2 separate regions of the Mus musculus genome follow, and region 1 is linked to region 2. A link is a contact called in public promoter capture Hi-C data. All regions are on one chromosome and are shown on one strand. The core of a region is the stretch at or near the end of the contact, and the rest is flanking DNA. Distances in the headings are between cores, read along the strand shown.

Region 1 (5,017 bases), core at 2,350-4,849, 550 kb before region 2:
AAGATGACAGCATGGTTTGAATGCCCTGGGTACCTGTTGACTGAGAGGAGAGTGTCTGTCCCAGGGACTCTGTCCTAGCCCCTTACCCATTTCTGGCTTACTTTGACTGCTTTTCTGTGGCCTGTAGGCGTTTCACTGATAGTGGAAGTTTAAAGATCTCCTCTCTCTCTCTCTTTCTGTGTGTGTGTTCATGTTTATGCACATGTATGTGGGTGTATGTGGAGTCCAGAAGTTGATGTCTGGTGTTTTCCTTGCCCTATTTTTTGAGACAGGGTCTCTCACCGAATCTTGCTGGCCAGCTAATACCTAACACCAGAGATCTTCTTGTCTCTACCCCCAGCAGTGCACACTGCTAAATAAATCCATTTTTTAAAAACATGGGTGCCGAGTCTTCATGCTTGTGTGATCAATACTTTATTGATGACAGCCATCTTGCCAGCCCCAAAGTTCTGTTTTTGCAGGCACCCAAGACACTCATTTATTCTAACTGGATGCTTCTGGGAACCTACATGGAATCCCTGTTCCTTTCTAATGAGTCCCTTCATCCAAGGCTTGTGGAGAACCAGAGATGATTCGAGCTGTAGGGGCTCTGAAGCTGCCCCCACCCCATGCCTGTCAATCACCTAGGGGAACTTCTTAAAATGTTTGGTTTGGGAAGTCTCTGATGAGGTCCAAGGAGTTGTATTATCTATTACAAGCTGGCAGGGACTGTGGATGTCATCAGTTAAAGGAGAGCAAAGACCTGGTTCCATGTGGTCATTTCATGGATTTGAAAGCTGAGGCCCAGAGTGTAAGTCTATTTGTTCATGGTCATAAGTAGAACTCTGCTCTTTCCACTTGCATTAAAAAAAAAGAGCCTTCTTCATTTTTAAGCTTTACTTTCTAAGTGGGCTCAGAGCTCCTAGCACCTTACCTTCATCCTATCCACGGTCAAGAATGAAAGACCTTTTGTCCAATCAGAGTCCCTTGCTTCACAGCCTGAATTTTCACTCTCTGAAGAGGTTTCCAAAGTTTTGCTTTGAAACCCGACTTATGGATAGCATCCTTTCTTTGCAGGCAGTAATAAAAATCGTCCTTGTCCTTAAAAATGGGCGGGGCACCCTTTAAGACACAACTATGCTTTCTCCTTGTTGGAGCTCTACTAAATCCCCTCAGGCAGTCAGCTATTCTGTCTCCCTGGGGTAGTCTGGGAAATGCTTCCTATTTCTCCTCTGCTATCTCTCAAGAGAGGCCAAGTTCCAGTGTCCTGGCTACACCTTACTCTCCCTGCCTCTCAGAGAACCCTAAAGTCACTCAGGATGGCACTTGAAGTGTCAGGGAGATTCCCAATGGACAAGGACATCAGGGACTGGCCTGAAGCCAGTAGGTTCTGGTTTGAGAGTCTAAGGCTGTCTCCACTCTGTCCCCTCCTGCTGGCGGGAGGGCAAAATGCCATTCTGGGGACAAGGCCATCATGGCGACAGGGTGTAAAAGTCTCACTGGGGCAAAAGGAAGGCAGAGTGTAATGAGAAGTCGGGGAAAATGCCTTTTATAGGCATGCTCTTTTCTTTTCCTCCTTTCACCCAAGTTTACTCCCAGCAAAAAGTGTTACTGCAAGCCATCGGGTCTGTCTGTCGGTGGCACTAGGGGCAGGCTGGTGGCACCGCAATACCCCTTCCCCCCATCTTGCCTGCAAGTTGCATGACCTGCATTGGAATCCACAGGGGGGCGGGGGAGAATCCTTTCAGATCCTGGATGCTGTTGAATTCAATGTATTTTGCTTCCTTGCCTGCCCTCACCCAAGCTCGGGGAGGAGAGCGCTGCTTTCTTCTGCGTGTGAATGCTGTAGTGTGTCTGCCTGCTCGGATTCCCCTAACCCTTTCTTCTCCTTTCCCACAGCAAAATCTCAGGCTTTCTCAGGAAATAGCTCGCATTTGGCATATTTACATTTGCATTTTATTTTTAAAACAATCCTATCAAGGCAAAAAGCGGGGGCTATACTTCTCTCCCCATCAGGTCTAAACTTGCCTCGAAGGCTGCACCTGTTTTGAGCCCCTACCAGGAAGGGGTGTTTGTGGGGGAGGGAAAGAGGAGGTTCTGTGCCCCCCAAATCATCCGGAGAGAGCAGTCCGCCCACCCCCTCACCAGGCTGCCAGCTCGGCGCACCCGAGGGCTGAGCCCAAGAAGCTGGCCTCCGACGGTGCTGGCGTGGTGCTTGCCAAAAAATGCCCTTCGCATCTCAATTTCCTGGCCGCTTCTTTCGCATGAATCGCTCGCCCTGGGCCACCTCGGTTCTCCAGCGCAGTCCTGCAGGCGCTCCTTCCCTCTTTCTCTCCTTCTCTGGTCCCTGTTTGTCCAAGGCGGAACCCATAACGCACCGCCAAGAAGGAGCAATAGGCTCAGGGGCACTCAGTGTGCCATGCCACGCAGTCCCCTCCCAAGCTGAGCCCAGCTCCCGGGACTCTTGATTACCCAAATGAGTGTCATTCAGATCTAGGTCTGCACGTCTGCGGCCGGCGTCCCTGGCTGCCTCGCTCGGGTTCCTGTGCGCTCCTGATTCCCGTCACTGTCCGTGAGCCCGAGACCCTCACTCAGGCTGGGGAGCATCCCGGGTCACCTGGGCCACGCTCATTTCGCTTCCTCCTGCGGAGGAGATTGCAGCAAAACCGGGCAGCACGAGGGCCAAAAAGTGGAAGGGAGAACGCCTTTCGTGTTGCTCAGTCAGCTTGCCAACTCTCCCTCCCCAACGCCGACCCTCGGAATCCCAACTGCAACTTTTCCTTTCCGTCTCGTTTTCCCCTCGGCTGCAGCGAGCGGGCGCGGGCGTGGAGCGGGCGGGCAGCGGCGCGGCTGCGGGTGGCGGTACCGGCGAGAGCCGAGAGCCGGCGAGTGGGTGGGTGGGTGGGGAAGCAGGAGGGAGAGGACGGGCGGGGAGAGAGAGGGGTGTGGGGAGGGGAGGGAGGGGGAGATTCCGCTCTCCTGCCTCTCCCAGCCCGGGCGGGGGGCGGGGGGGGGGGAGGAGGCCGCGAGGAGGGAGGGGAGGAGGGAGGGAGGGAACCGAGGAAGACGCTCCGATAACCCGTGCGTTTCGTAAGGCTCGGAGCACTTGTACATTTCTGCAGGCGCGTAGCGAGCCATTCGCCGCGACTGCTGCAGCTCTGACTGCATCTTCCTTCTCCTCCTTCCTCCAGCTCCGCGCGTGTGTATGTGAGTGTGTGCGAGTGTGTTTTGCAGGTGTGTCCGTTTTAATTCTGCCTAGGAGGTGGGACTTGGTGACTTTAGCACCATCTTTTTTTCTTTTTTTATTATTATTTTTGCCTTCCCACCGTCTGTTGTTACAACCCTGCAAAGTCTCGGAGTCGGAGAGCGCGCCTCGTTTCCAGAGCTTCTGGACCCCGCAAGCCGGCGAGCGCCGAGCCGGCCACCATGCCCGGCAGACCGCGCCACTAGGCGCTCCCCGCGGCTCCCACCCGGTGGCGGCGGCGGCCGCGATGGTTTCCGACGCTGAAGGATTTTGCATCTGATCGTTCGGCGTTTCAAAGGCAGAGGCCCCCCTCCCCCTTCCCCCCTCCCTCGCTGTCTTTGTTTCCTTCCCCCCCTGCTCTCCCCACTCCCCCCACCCCACCCCCCTCTCCTCTCCTCCTCCTCCTCTTTTTTAGAAGCAGCGATCGGAGATGGATGTCTCTCTTTGCCCAGCCAAGTGTAGTTTCTGGCGGATTTTCTTGCTGGGAAGCGTCTGGCTGGACTATGTGGGCTCCGTGCTGGCTTGCCCTGCAAATTGTGTCTGCAGCAAGACTGAGATCAATTGCCGGCGGCCGGACGATGGGAACCTCTTCCCTCTCCTGGAAGGGCAGGATTCAGGGAACAGCAATGGGAACGCCAGCATCAACATTACGGACATCTCAAGGAATATCACTTCCATGTAAGTCAGGCGGCCGCTACCCAGCCCGCCCCCCACCCCCGCCCCAGCTTCGCGTCTCCGTCTTGCCCGCCCGCGGCCCGGGAACTGGCCCTGCGCTCCCCAGCTCGCCTCTGTTCGCAGCCCGCCGGGTGCGCATCAGGCTCGCCCTGGCTCGGGAGATGCTGTAGGGCTGCGTGTTTCAGGTGACTCCAGCCCTAGCCAGGCGTGATTTGATGATGCTGGTGGGTACCTCTCCCTGGAGAGGACCCTTCCGGGCGGAGTGCACCCGGGCCCAGCTCCTGTCCCCGCCCCCACCCTCTGCCTGCTCGTTTCGAGGGTGCGAATTGGGTTCTATGCCCCCCACTAAATAGCAACAGTTTGGCCACGCTCAAGTGGAATAAAGTAGAGGCGTCTCGTTTCCCTGACAGGCGGTGGCAGATAGCGGCGGCAGAGGCAAAGCTTAGCCTAGCCTTGGAGGGAAGGTGACAGATAGGGACTGCTTGAGAACCAATCGGGATTTTTTAAAAAAAAAACTGTTTCCCTTTGGAGAGAGCAAAACATGCCAATAAGTAAACAAGTTGGAAGCTGGCTTCTCCCGAGGAGACTTCGGACGTGTTCTGGCCGTCATGGACGCCTACCTCTTTGCTTTTCCTCCCCCCCACCTCCCGCCGCCTTCTCCAACCCCATTTTGGGCATTTCCGAGACATCCCCCCCTTTCCCACCCTCATCTGCATCTGGGCGCCTACAGACCCTTTCCTGGCTTGGGCTTCCATAACTGCCCAGGGTAATTCTGAGTCAGGTTGCTGGAGGCAGGAGAGAGAGGACGACCTGGGTTTTGGGAAGGAAATTTCTTTCACAATTCTGCGGTTCCTTCCCCCCACCCCCTTTCTCTCAAAAATTGAACTCTGCGTGGCGTTTGGCTGGTTTGCCCCGGCTGAGTGGGACCCTGTGTAGTGGCCTGCTCTTTTCTTGTTGTGTTTCTTTGGTAGGGATGGGGCCAGAGGCCTGTGAAGGAGTGAAAGGAAGAGTCAGGGCCAGGAGCCTGCATAGCCTTTCTTTCATTCTTCATTCTTCAGCCAGGTGACCACCACCCCTCTGACCTCTCTGCCCCAGGAAGGAGAAGGGTGTGGATAGCTC
Region 2 (4,971 bases), core at 1,254-3,753:
AGTTTCATGTACGCGCCCGATCTTGTCTGATCCTATTGTATTTCATGTCAGACTATATCACAAGGCAGAGGTCTGCATGGGTTTAACTTAGAAATACAAAAATTCAAATAGCTTCTATTGTCATCACCTAGAGCGGATTTTTACCCCATAGGAGGTATTCAGCCATAGTTTTTTGCTACGTCAGTTTCATAAATGACAATAAAATCCTGCTACTGGCTTCTCAGGAATTAAGGCCAGGCTTTCTAATAACAATAATATAAAGAAATAGATAGACCCAATAACAAAAATTATCTGGTCCAAGAATAACATTCTCTGCATTCTCTGCATTCTCTGCATTCTCTGCATTCTCTCTCTCTCTCTCTCTCTCTCTCTCTCTCTCTCTCTCTCTCTCTCTGTGTGTGTGTGTGTGTGTGTGTGTGTGTGATTTCTTTCTCAGATTCGAGTCAACTTACTTTCTTCTGTCCCTTTTACTGAGCATTTGTCAGTGTAAATGCACAGGGACAAACAGACATCTGCTGTGCAAATGCCAAGTAGAACTTCTCCCTCCATGGAATTTCCCATATATGCATGAACAGCACAAACATTTTGTGGGAAGTAATGTGTACTTAGAGTAGGAATAGTCTCCAGAAATACAAAAATAACGTCATTATCCCTCCTGACAAAGAGACTAGTCCAGGAGCCGGGCAAGTAGCTACAAAATGATAGTGTGATCCTACCAGGGCTGAACAGACAAGAGACAGGAAGAGCATCATTGTTCAGAACTTTTTCCTCTCCACTAGCGGAAATTCTGAGCAAAGCTTTAGAGAATGTTTAGGTAAGAGTGGTACCTTTCAGCTGGAGCAATCATGGGAAAGCATGGACTAAGGCAATGTCTTTGTTAGTGTTCTCCAGGAAATCAGAACTAATTACATATAGAAAGATACCTAAAGGAGATGGTGCACAGAACTGTGGGAACCGAGAAGCCCCTCAATACTCTATCTGCAAGCTGGAGAACTAGGAAAACCTGTATAACTTATTGCATATACCAAGACTGCACACACATGCGTGAGTGCGTGCGTGCGTGCGTGCATGTGTATGTGTGTGTGTTTACGAGTAGTGTCAGAATCACCAGGAAACTTAATAAAATGCAAATAATAGATTTAGCCACAGATCTACTTACTCAGACACCATAGGCTTCCTGGTGGAGCCAGCAATATTGTTTAAGTAAGCCAGTCAGAAGTACTGGTGTAGGTCTTGGGTCCTGAAGACTAGAACAGCCCCATTTCTTTAGGAAAATCTATGTAGTTCCTTGGCATTTTTCTTGTACTTGGGCTATCACAGGATCAGTTGATGCCCACTCACACTGGTGAGAATGGGTCTTCTCTACTCTGCTTCCTCATTTAAACAGTAAGCTTTTCAGGCACACTCAGGAAGAACCTTCTGCCAGTCACCTATATATTTCCAAGCAGAGTTAAATGATCTTCTCAAGCAGTCACTTAAGTGAGCTGCCTGCCCCATGCATTCTTTGATACTTAGAATTGGACTTTGGGTTTGACAAGGTGAGAATTACTATAGATGTAAACCCAAGGCAGAGTTTAAAACAACAGCACACATTAGTGCTGGGGGTGAAACTGGTTCTGGTCGTCAGGTACAGCTGATTCATTCATGATTATGTTCCATTTATTCACAACTACACTCACATATTCAGGAAGTATTTTTATGTATCTAGACACCGTGTAAGTTTGAATTTCTATTCCACTGCAAATTTTAGTTAAACCATCTAAGCTTCATATACCATAGTTTGGTTATGAAATAGAAAAAAAAATAGTTCCCCTTCTGGGGTCTCTTGTAAAAATTAAATAAGCTAATATTCATGATGCAGTGAAGGTGTGCAGTAACAAATGAATTGCGGGTAGCATACCTATCCTCATCCCCACTGTGGCTGTCATCAACAGCATCATCTTTATTGAGTTGTTCTCATCTCTCCTGAAGATATGGTTTCTTTCTTGGGCTTCTACACTGCCAACCATGCAATGATAACATACATACATACATACATACATACATACATACATATAGGCACAGATTGTGTGTATGTATATATGTAACTTATATACATACACACATACAAACATTTATACAGGCATACACACACACATACATACACAGGCACAATATAAGTATATGTATTACATAGTTAGAATATCATATATTATGTAAAATATAATATATAGAATATTTTATATAATATAGAATATAAAACATATAAACATAGGATGTTATACACATGTAATATTTCTGTGCCATATATACAGGGACACAATATTCTGTGTTTCATTTGCCTGTTCTTAGCAAGCAGGACCTGAACAGATCAGACTGATTGCTCACTTTTTGGTTTATCTGATCCGTCTTTCCTTCCCTGTGAGCTGCTAAGACGTGGGAGGAATCTGTTTCACTGTAGGCTCATTGGCACCTCTTCAGTTCCTGCTCCCTTTAAGGGAAGTCACTTGATGCACACACAAGCCTGCATACAGGATACCAGAGCAGTGAAACTTCGCTAAATGTCATCTTCACTGTGCTGCACAGAGTGGGCAGTGACAATAATACACCAGCCTTGACATAAATTCTCTCTAGGCAGGAGCTGTGACAGGTTAGGCTGTGGGTAATGCTAGTAGACTGCAGAGATCACTGCTCAAACTGGCTCCTGTATGGCTATAAATGAATTCCAGATTTGTTCTCAGAGTGGCTAGTCTGATCCCTTCCTGTGCACAGGGGGATAATGAGGGCTCCAGACGCATCATCATACTCACAGATGGTGGGCTACCATGTGTTTGGCAATTCTTACTTAAGAAAGGCTGAGTGGTGTTTTCCTCCTGTGTTTCAGTTTTGACAAATCTGAGAACTTGCTAGAATGTTCTTAAAGGTAGAAAGGTCACTTTTCTAACACCTCTATGAATGCTCACCCTTTGAATGCATACATTCTTCTTGAGCTCATGAGAGTGCTCTCTTTCTCTCTTTCCCTCATCCCCCGCACACACTGTCAAACAAATATTTGAACAAAATGTCTTAATGATGTTGTACCAGATCATATTATAATCTCCTGATGAGGAGATGGCAGGAGGAAATCTATGCACAGGAATATCAGGGACTCTGTGATCTCTTTTGAGAGTCTCTAGAGAAAGACATTAGGAAACTAAAAGCTGCTAACTTATCTCTTGGGATACTCATGCTTCTTGAAGTGCTGGCCATCTATCTAGAGCTGTTTCCCAGACTGTAGCACCCACTGGGATAATCTTGAAAGCTATCTTTAGTCAATACTGCTGGCTCCACCCAGGGAGGGCTAGAATATCTGAGTAATCAGGTCTGGAACTGACCATAGTATTTGCATTTTTACAAGTTCCCAGGTGATTCTGATGCTGCTAGTTCATGCACCATTGATCTAGAAAATATATGCAGCACTATAGTAGGTCAGTAAAGGGAACTATGAATGTTGATCACCTCTTTAGTGGGAAAACCCTGCTAACATAAGGATCAGGAAAATCTCAACTGTCACACAGGAACAACAGAGGCACCAATGCTTCATCCACTATTTTAATCAGATCAGCCTTTGTGTTGATCTCTTTTGACATATGGACATTCTCCAAGAACAGGCATGACATTCTAGGTTGTAATTCATTCTCTCTATGATGTGCCACTATGAATATGACACATGATTCAGAATAGGTTGTAACCTATTATTCTGAATATAAGATTTCTTTTTCTCCCAGATAATGTGGATGTGATGGGTCAGCCCAGAAGATATTTGTGCTTGGCAAGAAAAATTAAGATGTCGGAAAGCAGACACTAAGCTATCAAAAGATATATTTGTACACATTGCTTCCTTCCCTTATGCCTTATTGATCTTAGGCTACTGAAATGCCACCAGCTTTGAGCCAGCAAGACACATATGGTTGAAACTGTAAGGCTATTTTTGGCTCAGGCACACTGGATTAACAGTAGAGACCCTGGTGGAAAGGTTTATGAGGAGAACCATGCCTGCCAGATTCAAGGATTTTCATGCAGTTCAGAAAAACGAACCATGGAGAGACTGAGCTGAGCAAGGAAGCAAACTCCTAAGACCCACCCTTAATGGTGCTCATCAATTTTACCCAACCCTAAAATTATAATCTCAGGTCTGGAGAACAAATCATAAGATGAATATTTTTATTGGATATTTTATTCATTTACATTTCAAATATTATCCGTTTTCCCAGTTTCCCCTTCACAAACTCCCTATCCATAACCCCTCCCCCTGCTTCTATGAGGGTGTTCCCCCTTCCATTCTCACCTCACTGCCCTACACTGGGCATTGCACCTTCACAGGACCAACTGCCTCCCCTCCCATGATGTCCCACAAGGCCATCCTCTGCTACATATGCAGCTGGCACCATGAATCCCTCCATGTGTACTCTTTGGCTGGTGGTTTAGTCCCTGGGAGATCTGTTTGGCTGATTTTGTTGTTCTTCCTATGAGGTTGTGAACCCCCTAAGCTCTTTCAGTCCTTCCCCTAACTCCTCCATTGGGGTTCCCAGAGCTCAGTCCAGTGGTTGGCTGCAAGCATCCACATCTGTATTGGTCAGGCTCTGGCAGAGCCAATGGAAGTATAGGAAACTTTTACTGACCTAAAAACATATATTCACCAACTCTGTGAAAGCCTCAATGCAGACAAAGCCAAGGCCTTCCATATAGGAAGGAAACATCTTCAGGACAAAGGCCATTACCTTTAATGCCAAAAGAATATCAGTACCTGGACAAAAGATGGCAATAAAATAAAACTTGATAGACTCAACTAAATGTGAAGCATCTGAGGGTAAGCAGTGACAAACAGGAGTAATTAAATAGGTTTGTAATTTCTGGGAGGACTTTTAACAAAACAGCTACCCAGTAAATTAGATATGAATATTCTCACTTTGCTGATAAGTTCTGATGAGCGTACACTTCAAATTTCAAGAG

Evidence for each region. Promoter capture Hi-C pulls out the DNA fragments that hold promoters and counts their contacts.
Region 1: a contact with region 2 is called in a promoter capture Hi-C map of hippocampal neurons, with 5 times the contacts expected there. The contact joins the promoter of Ntrk3 here to the enhancer-like site in region 2. A contact is called at or near these places in 5 of 39 promoter capture datasets (cranial neural crest, frontonasal cranial neural crest, hippocampal neurons and 2 more), 3 of 484 Hi-C or Micro-C datasets (the N1E-115 cell line, cerebellar granule neurons and cerebral cortex), 7 of 115 datasets of contacts at active chromatin or transcription factors (embryonic forebrain, embryonic hindbrain, embryonic midbrain and 4 more) and 2 of 9 other capture datasets (adipose tissue and embryonic stem cells).

What each region holds. Positions count from the first base shown.
Region 1 is chr7:78,576,420-78,581,436 of GRCm38.p6, reverse strand. It overlaps Ntrk3 (neurotrophic tyrosine kinase, receptor, type 3), which reads left to right and starts at 3,599. Exons shown (of 17, transcript NM_008746.5): 1 at 3,599-3,901. The coding sequence starts at 3,654. It overlaps E430016F16Rik (RIKEN cDNA E430016F16 gene), which reads left to right. Exons shown (of 11, transcript NR_015542.2): 11 at 1-371.
Region 2 is chr7:78,024,978-78,029,948 of GRCm38.p6, reverse strand. No RefSeq gene overlaps it. Among named protein-coding and RNA genes, the nearest start is that of Gm39038, 550 kb to the left of the region's middle. Within about 2 kb of position 2,503, at least 20 of the 459 cell types and tissues checked have an H3K27ac peak or open chromatin away from gene starts, as enhancers often do. A contact at or near this core is called in the N1E-115 cell line, forebrain, hippocampal neurons and 1 more, where this site is marked.